2 separate regions of the Sus scrofa genome follow, and region 2 is linked to region 1. Evidence: chromatin contacts called from public HiChIP or PLAC-seq data. All regions are on one chromosome and are shown on one strand. Each heading gives the region's core, a stretch centred on a gene start, on an enhancer-like site or on the middle of the called end of the contact. The rest is flanking DNA. Distances are from core to core; before and after follow the strand shown. Region 1 overlaps BAHCC1 (BAH and coiled-coil domain-containing protein 1). Region 2 overlaps SLC38A10 (putative sodium-coupled neutral amino acid transporter 10).

The links. HiChIP or PLAC-seq counts read pairs in DNA pulled down with a chosen protein or histone mark.
Region 2: an H3K27ac HiChIP or PLAC-seq map of skeletal muscle shows a contact between it and region 1. The contact joins two enhancer-like sites.

The regions. Positions count from the first base shown.
Region 1 is chr12:1,378,784-1,383,135 of Sscrofa11.1, reverse strand. The region is part of intron 2 of BAHCC1 (BAH and coiled-coil domain-containing protein 1); the gene reads left to right. Among named protein-coding and RNA genes, the nearest start is that of BAHCC1, 26 kb to the left of the region's middle. Within about 2 kb of position 2,370, at least 6 of the 83 cell types and tissues checked have an H3K27ac peak or open chromatin away from gene starts, as enhancers often do. A contact at or near this core is called in skeletal muscle, where this site is marked.
Region 2 is chr12:1,494,350-1,498,701 of Sscrofa11.1, reverse strand. All of the region lies in intron 10 of SLC38A10 (putative sodium-coupled neutral amino acid transporter 10), which reads right to left. Among named protein-coding and RNA genes, the nearest start is that of SLC38A10, 15 kb to the right of the region's middle. Within about 2 kb of position 1,906, at least 5 of the 83 cell types and tissues checked have an H3K27ac peak or open chromatin away from gene starts, as enhancers often do. A contact at or near this core is called in skeletal muscle, where this site is marked.

The DNA.
Region 1 (4,352 bases), core at 1,121-3,620:
GCACCTGGTGTGTCTGTCCTGGGAGCCGCAGCACCTTCCAGCCCGGGCCTGGCCTCCCCGCCCTGCCTCCCTCTCTCTGCTGTGGGTGAAGCTGCCCTGCCCGGGGAACCCCTTCCCGCGGGGTTCCCCGGCCCTCCGCCCTCTGCAGCCTCGCTCCCTGACGGGCCACGTGGTGCGGCTGCCTCGCTGTGAGCTCCGCGGAAAGGCCTCGGGCGGGCGGGGCTGGGGCGAGTGGCAGCGCTTGCTGGCTGGCTGCCCTGGCAGCGTGCCTGGCTGCTAGTTTGACTGGGTGCCAGCTGGCTCCCCGCGTGCCGGGGCCTGTTTCTCTGCCGTGTGTGTGTGCAGGGGGAGGGAGGGCCAGGCGGGCGGGGGGCACGCGACATGGCCGGAGAGTGGGGGCTGGCAGGCCCGGTGGGCTGCCTGGGCGGGCTGCTCAGAGGTCTGGCCCTCACCCTCGTCCGGCTCCCTTTCACCGCCTCCAGGATGGGCGAGGAGATGGGCCGGGCAAAGCCTCTTGTGGCCCCCTCCCCAGCCTGGGGCTGGCCAGGCCTGGGCCCCTGAAAAGGTCCTTAGCTCAAGAGCAAAGAGGCCAGGACGGGGCTGGATGCCACTGGGGACCAGCTGCCCCTCCACCCCAGGCAGGGGCCCCACCTCTCTGTCCCGCCATCTGTGGGGCAGCTTCCAGAGCAGGGACCAGGGCTTCCTGCTTCCTCGAGGGAGCAGCTGGGGTGCAGGGGAGCCGCCCTGGAACATCTGGCTGGGGGGGGCCGAGCTGGTCTGTCCGCCCCTGGACCTCCTGGCCCCCCAGGCTCGCCCAATGAGGGGTCTCCCCAGGGCCTGGACTTTCCCTTCTGGGGCCCAGGGTGAGGGTGGGCGGCGGATCTGGCCCCAGGCAGGGGTGAGGCAGCGTCCAGCCAGCCTGCCCCGGGTGGGTCCCAGCAGCGGGGGCAGGGGTGCAGCACAGCTGGGCCTATTGTCAGCCAGCCTGCCCCCCTCCTTCCCTCCCCCACCCCCAGCTGCCTGGGGGGACCACCCACAGGGCCATGAAAGGGGATCCTGTCCTGGGGGGCCGGAGCTCCTGCTCCCCCTCGGCCTGCGCTGCTCGCGGTCTCTCGTGCCGCCTGGAGGGGGCGCCTGGGGCGGCAGTGGGCACGTGTGCCGGTGCTGGCTCTCGGCCTGGCCGGTCTCTGGCAGAGCGCCACTTCTCCATCCGGGGCTTGGAGGGAGACCTCCCGTGGGGCAGGGGCTGACTCCCTGCTGTCCCTCTGTCCCTCGGGGACCCCGGGGCCCACCAGGGCTTCTGGGAGCATGTCTGTGGGAGGGACCGAGGTCACCACCTCCTCGTGGCCTCAGAGGCCCCCATGGCTGCCGTCTGGAGGGCCGTCACCTGCGCTTCTCCGAGGCAGGCCCCTGCCTGGACCTGGTCCCTTTGCCCTTCTCCCGGCCTCGGTCCTCTTGGTGTGGCCAGGATGGCCTCTGACTCCGCCCCCGCACTAGGCAGCACCCCTCCCCTGCCTCCGGGTCCCTGCCGGTGCCAGAGGGGAGGGGCTGGGTCCGTGGGAGCCGCTGGCTCCTCTGACGTCCGGGGACCGCGTGGGGGGAGGGCCCGAGCTCTCGAGATCCAGATGTGGGGGCGCGGAGCAGCCGGGGCAGACAGGATCCCTCCAGCCGGCTCGTCAGAGCCAGAAGGAGGCCGGTTCTGTGTGGACCTCTGATGCCCTCCAGAGCCTTCGCCGGCTTCGCGTGGCCAGCCCTCCCTGCGCCCTCCTGGCGACCTCGGCCCCTCAGCGCCCTCACCTCAGGCACATCCTCATCAGAGACGTGGCCTCCAGGGGCCGCGCTGTCCTTGCGTGTCTCCTGCAGCACCTGTCCGCGGCTGGGCCGGGGAGCTGTGTGTCGCCCTGGGCCGACCTTGGCAGCAGGGGTATGGGCAGCCCTTGGTCTGACCGGGGTTCGGGGTGGCGTCGCTGCCTGGGCAGACGCACCTCTCAGGTTCACACCTGGGCGTGGGGCTGGCTGGCATCGTTTCCGTGGCCCCAGGCCCCCGGGATCCGCCAAGCACATGTCAGATGCCCCTGGGGGACAGGAAGGGGCTTGGAGCCCACAGGAAGGCAGGGCGGGGAGCCAGGGCAAGAGGTCCAGGCAGGGCTGGCCCAGGCTTCCCTCCAGCCGAGCTCCCTGGCAGTCAGAGCTGCTGTGGGGGGTGTTGGTGAGGGTTTGGGGGTCACGCCAGCTTGTTCCCAGCGCCAGGCTCTGAGATTGTCGTCATCTCCCCCGGCTTCAGGCCTGTCGCCCCAGCCCTCCCCACTCACAGGCCGCGCACCTTCCAAGGGGCCTCTGCCGAGCCTGCCTGCCTGCTCATGGGGCCTGAGCCCGGCTCCTCTCTGCGGAGCACAGGCCAAGAGCCCGGGACTGTCCATGAGCTCCTGGCTCCTGGGCTGGCTGCCTGCTGCTTTTGTTCCAGAGGCGCCCGCGGAGGCTGGCACCTTCCCCCGGCTCTGAGCCGCTCCCCTCGGCCTGGGAACAGACCGAGGCTGCCAGGCCCCGAACCCGTGTGGCTGGGGGTCAGTGTGTGCGTGGGGTGGGCACCCAGGCCCCCCCGACCCAGCCCCCTGCTGGGCACTCCCGAAGCCGCCTCCAGCCCAAGAAGGGGGTCTCTCTGGGCTCCCCCCCGCCAAAGCCCAGGGCGGTGGATCTTGGGACCTGGACTTGGAAGCAGAGCCTCGACACCCCAGGGTGCTGAGCCCGTGTGCGAGCCTGAGGGGCTTGTGGACAGAGGCAGAGTATTTGGCAAGAATCAGTGAGGGTGTGGAGAGGGGCTGTGCCAGGGTCACTCCCTTCACATGCCAGAGCAGGGGTGGCGGCAAGTGTCCTCCCACCTCGCCGCCAGGGCCCCTCCTGGACCCGGGGCCGACCGGATTCGTCGATTGCCGCCCTTCCCACGCTGCACGGGGATGCTGCTTCAGAATCCTTCCTAGCCCGCCGTCCTGGGCAGTCACTGTCACGCAGCAGACTGGTGCACCACACTTCAACCCGCTGGCACCCTGAGTGGGAGGGGTGTCACGTGGGAGAGAGCCAGCACCCAGTCGGGGTTGGGCGCTGGGTCCGGACCTCCAGCCTGGCACATGTCGTAGCTTTCAAAATGTTAGGAGTAGGGAGTTCCCGATGTGGCACAGCGGAAACGAATCCGACGAGGAACCATGAGGCTGTGGGTTCGAGCTCTGGCCTCGCTCAGTGGGTGAAGGATCCGGTGTTGCCGTGAACCTACGCCAGCTGGGTAGGCCGGCAGCTGTAGCTCTGATTCGACCCCTAGCCTGGGAAGCTCCACATGCCCTGGGTGCAGCCCTAAAATAATAATAATAAAAAACCAACCCGTGAGAGTGGGCCAGGCTTCTGAGCTGTTGGCTAGGGCTCTGCAGAGGAGGCTTGTAGGCAGAGCGAGGGCGGGAGCCGTCAGGGCTGCGGGACGTGGGTGGGGTGAGCTGGTCTGGTGGCTCCGTCGGAGCCCGGGCAGGTGCGCCGGACCCAGAGGAGACGGGAGGGGTCCTGGTCCCCCACCAGAGGGAGGCGCTTGGGGACCCTTCGACCCAGGTTCCGTGGAGCTCACCCACGATGACTGGCCCCAGGGGTCGGCGCTCAGCCAGGCACGTGGTGGGGAGCCCCCTCAGCCCCCAGCCGCCGCGGCTTCAGGCTCGGTGGTGGGGAGAACTTTCTAGCAACTCAAGCTTCCAGGGAGGTGGCCGTCTTTGTCAAGGCAGTGCAGGGAGCCGGGGCCGTCCATCGTGGAAGGCCTTGCCCCCATGGGCGTGCGGGTAGCCTGCGGGGACCTGGGGCATGTACTAGCGGCGTGGGCTGATCTCAACCCTGAGCCCCAGGCCCTGGAAGAGTTTGCTGAGCCTGCAGTGTCTACACTGAGCTCCGCGGGCCTGGGGGTGGCGGTCTGGAGGGACCCTGCGGTGGGGGGTCCTCTGACCCCCCCATCCGGGGCTGGCCGGGATCCCCGCAGGACTTGCCAGGGGGGTGGGTGCCCTGGGGCACCTTGGGCTGCTGGGGAGGCGTGGAGCCCAGGGCAGGTGAGGGCTGCACAGGTGGGTGGGGCCGAGCTGACTGGCGGGAGAGGAGGGTGGCCTCGGGGTGCCCTCCCCCCCAGCTGAGAGACCTGCCGCGGGCCTTGGGTCCTCCCGGGCAGCCACCCCTTCTCAGGCCCCCTCCCCCCCCCCCCCGCGAACTGCCCCCGCCCTCCTCACCCCTCTGTCCTTCGGACCCTGACCTCTGGCAGCCTCCACTGACCCCGCTCCCCCTGCCCGCTCAGCACACTTCCCACCAACACCCCGACCTTCCGGGATGTGGCC
Region 2 (4,352 bases), core at 657-3,156, 120 kb before region 1:
TCGTGCGGTGGTTAATGTAGACAAAACTATGGAGCTCCCCTTGTGGCTCAGCGGTAATGAGCCCAACCAGTATCCGTGAGGATGCGGATTCGATCCCTGGCCCTGCTCGGTGGGTTAAGGCTCTGGCGTGGCTGTGGCTGTGGTGTAGGCTGGCAGCTGTAGCTCCAATTCGACCCCCAGCCTGGGAACTTCCATCTGCCACAGGTGTGGCCATAAAAACAATAAATAAATAAATAAAATACACGTAAAATTAAAATACACAAAAGCAACAGCACCAGAGGCCAGAGGGGAGTAAATGAAGTTAAAATATCACTAGATACTTGCCTCATCTGGGACATGGTTAAAAACAAAAGCAAAAAGACTAATTTATAGTCAAGCCTAGGGAGCCAAGGATTCATATCAAACTGTCTTATTTAACCACTAGTAGAACAGAAATGTATAAACCAGCTAAGAATAGACAATGAATACTTAAAGCGCTTGATTTATCCAAAAGGTGGTAAGAAAGAAACAGAAAACAGAAAAAAACGAGACAAATAAAAAACAAAAAGATGGAAGCTTTAATCCCCCAATCAATAATTTCATTACCTGTAAATACTCTGAAACACCCCTGCTAACAGACTAAATCAAAACAAAAGCCAACTCTCTGCTCCTACTTAAGACACACCTTAGGGAGCTCCCCGTCGTGGCGCAGTGGTTAACGAATCTGACTGGGAACCATAAGAACACGAGTTCAATCCCTGGCCTTGCTCCGTGGGTGAAGGATCCAGCGTTGCCGTGAGCTGTGGTGTAGGTTGCAGATGCGGCTCGGATCTGGCGTGGCTGTGGCTGTGGCGGAGGCCGGTGGCTGCAGCTCCAATTAGACCCCTAGCCTGGGAAGCTCCATGTGCCGCGGGAGCGGCCCAAGAAATAGCAAAAAGATGAAAAACAAAAAAACAAAACAAAAAAAAATATATATATATATAAAGACAGAGAGAGCTCGAAAGAGAAAGGATGACAAAAACCCTGTGGGGACACAAACCCCAAACACAGCCAACGCGGCGGGTTAGCGAGACCACGTCAGACACGGCCGACTCTAAGGAGGGAAGCATCGCAAAAGATGGAAGAGACACTTTCACAGGAAGTGAGCATCTTGTTTATTTACTTTTTTACTTATTTATTCTGGCTGCACCTGTGGCATGTGGAAGGTCCTGGGCCAGGTATCGAACCCATGCCACAGCAGGGACCCTCCTCCTTAATCCACTGTGCCAGGAGGGAACTCTGAAGAAGGGTCCTTTTAATCACAGAAAATCGCCTTAGAACTGCATGCTCCTAACAACACAGCTCAAGGACAAAAAGCAAACACTGACAGAACGGAAGGGCAAACGGACAAACCTATAATTACAGTGGGAACTGTCACACCTTTCTCATGACTGATACACAGGAAGATTAAAAAAATCAGTCAAAATGCGGAAAACCCAAAAATCAGGAAGTCCGCTTGTGGCACAGCGGTTAACGATCGGGCACTGCCACGGCTGCAACGTGTGTTAGATCCCTGGCCCAGAACGTCCATGTGCCGTGGTTGTGGCCCAGTGAGATAAAACAGAATATACTCAAATCAGCCAGCAACTCGATCTAACTCGTCTGACAACTGCAGACCAGGCGGCCCACTCGACAGCTGTGGGCACAGGCTGGGCGGCAAAGCCAGTGCCAGGGAGCGTCAGGCTCAAGTCCTTCAGCCCGTTTTGTCCAATCAGTAAAACGCATCACTCGAAAACCCCCCAAGGTTTGGAAATCTAAAGCAGCCGCTGGTGAAAGAAGAGGTAGGAAGGAAATTAGGGGAAAGGCTGCGAATGGAATAAGGCCACGTCTGCGATCTACAGCGGGATGCAGCCCCGGCCGAAGGCCAGCAGCCTGGTCTGGGGGAAGCTGAGAAGCCAGTTCCAAGGCTGAGCTGGAGATGCCAAGAGCCGACAGGCGAGTCCGTCCTGAGGAGACCACGGCGCTGGCCTCGAGACGCACCACCAGGCCTCAGCAACCACACGGGGAAGCCGTGCTGCCGGAGACACCTACAGACCGGGGCAGGGTGCCCAGCCTCGCACATGCGCGGGACACCAACGACCACGGGCCATGGCCACGCTGGGACGAGGAGGGTGCTGCTGAGCTGGAGAGCCACAGGGACACAAACCCTGATCCCTGCCCCACACCAAGCATCCCAGACGGGGCCCAGATCTAAACGAGAGAGTGAAACTAAAGAGGCTTCTACAAAGGGACGGACGAGACTGACTAAAGACCCTCAAGGAGCAACATTTTCTTACATGGTGCATAAAAAGCACACTGCAAAAAAAAGACTCAAAAGCCGAACCACGTTTAAAAAACCACAAACACCTGTTGATCAAAAGGTATTGTTAAGAAAGTGAAAAAGCAGCCAAGAGTGAAAAAAAAACATTTGTACTATATATTTCTGAAAAAAGTCTTTTTCTTTTGGTCTCCGTAGGGCTGCACCTGCAGCATATGGAAGTTCCCAAGCCAGGGGTCGAATCAGAGCTGCGGCTGCCGGCCTCCACCACAGCCACACCCATGCCGGTTCTGAGCCACGTCTTCGACCTACACCACAGCTCACAGCAACGCCAGAGCCTTAACCCACTGAGCGAGGCCAGGGATCGAACCTGTGTCCTCATGGACACTAGTTGGGTTTGTTACCGCTGAGCCACAGTGGGAACTCCTTGAAAAAAGTCTTATACAGTTTTTAAAAAAACCTCAACAAGGAGTCCTCCTGTGGTGCAGGGGCTTAAGGATCCAGGGTTGCTACTGCCGCAGTTTGGGATCCTGCTGTGGTATGGCTTCAATAACTGGCTCGGGAACTTACGCATGCTGCAGGCATGGCAAAAAAACAAAAAAACCCTCCATAAATCGGTAAGACAAAAGCAAATAACACGATGGATTTAAAAAATGGGCGGAGTTCCCGTTGTGGCACCGCAGAAAGGACTCCAACTAGTATCGATGAGGCTGCGGGTTCAACCTCTGGCCTCGCTCAGAGAGTTGAGGATCTGGCGTTGCCGTGGGCTGTGGAACAGGTTGAAGATGCGGCTCGGATCCGATGCTGCTGCAGCTGTGACTGTGGCGTAGGCCGGCAGCTGTAGCTCCGATTTGACCCCTAGCCTGGGCGTCTCCACATGACGCAGGTATGGCCCTAAAAAGCAAAAAAAAAAAAAAAAAAAGGGCAAAAACTGAAAGGTATCTGCAAAGACGACAGCCACGGGGCTACTGAGTGTGTGAAAGCGTGTTCCGCATCGTTAGTCGCGTGGGGGCTGCGGATTAAAACCCAAAGGAGGTTCCGCTGAGCATCCGTCGGAAAGGCCAGAAGCTGAAACCCGGACGAGAGACGCCACAGCCCCCGGCGCTCCGAGATGGAGCCTGAGGACCACTCTGCAAAGCCAGAGAGAGTCTGGCCAAGTGCACTGACACCAGACAGACGTAACCCCCGGGCCACCACGTCCGCACCGAAGTGAACCTCCGACAAAAGTGCAGGCACCCGGTGCAGCGGCAGGCAGCCCGGGCAGCCGCGGGGCTCCGGCGACGGCAGTTCACAGGGCGGGGTGTCCCAGGGCAGGGCCCCCGGCAGCGACAGCGGCAGCGACGCGGGGATCTCGGGCGTGACGCCGAGTAAGGAGGCCAGACGCCCACCCACCCGCCCGCCTGCACTAACCGTGGGCCTCCGTTTATGCCGACGTGAAAGGCAGACAAACTTACTCCAAAACGTCACAAGACACCAAGCAGCAACCCTCGTGGAGGAGAGACGGCGGGGCGCCAGGGCCGGGGGCAGGCGCTGGGATGTTCCAGCCCGGCCCTGGCTCCGCTCACTTCGCAAACACGACGGAGCCGCACGTGCGAGCAACGCGCTTTGCCGTGTGCACCCCAGACTCCTAACCTGTCCCCGGAACCTCAGAAAACGCCCGACAACCGAGAGCACAGCCCGTGCACCGAAGGAGAGACGCCACCACCCGCGGGTGGACGGAGGGGCGAGGCCGAGCTGGGCTGCGGGGCCACGGCGCCAACCTGCCCGCCGGCTCCGGGGAGAAGGCCCCCCGCTTCGACACAGGGACCCCGTCCCCAGATCCTGCAGACACCTTCTCAAACGCGGACGAGCTGCTGGTTTTGCTCTAACGGGGGAGGACGGGAGAGGTGAGGCCCACAAGGCAGCCCCGAGTGAGACGGGGGCGGGGGGCGACCTCGGGAGGATGGAGTCGAGGCCGGGCGGAGACCGGTCGCCGTAAGGACCGCAGGGAGAAGCGCTTCAGGGCTGGACGCGCAGGTGCGGGGCTCGGCGGCCCCGGGCCGCCGGCTGCTCCCCCGGCTCACTCCCACCTCCCCAG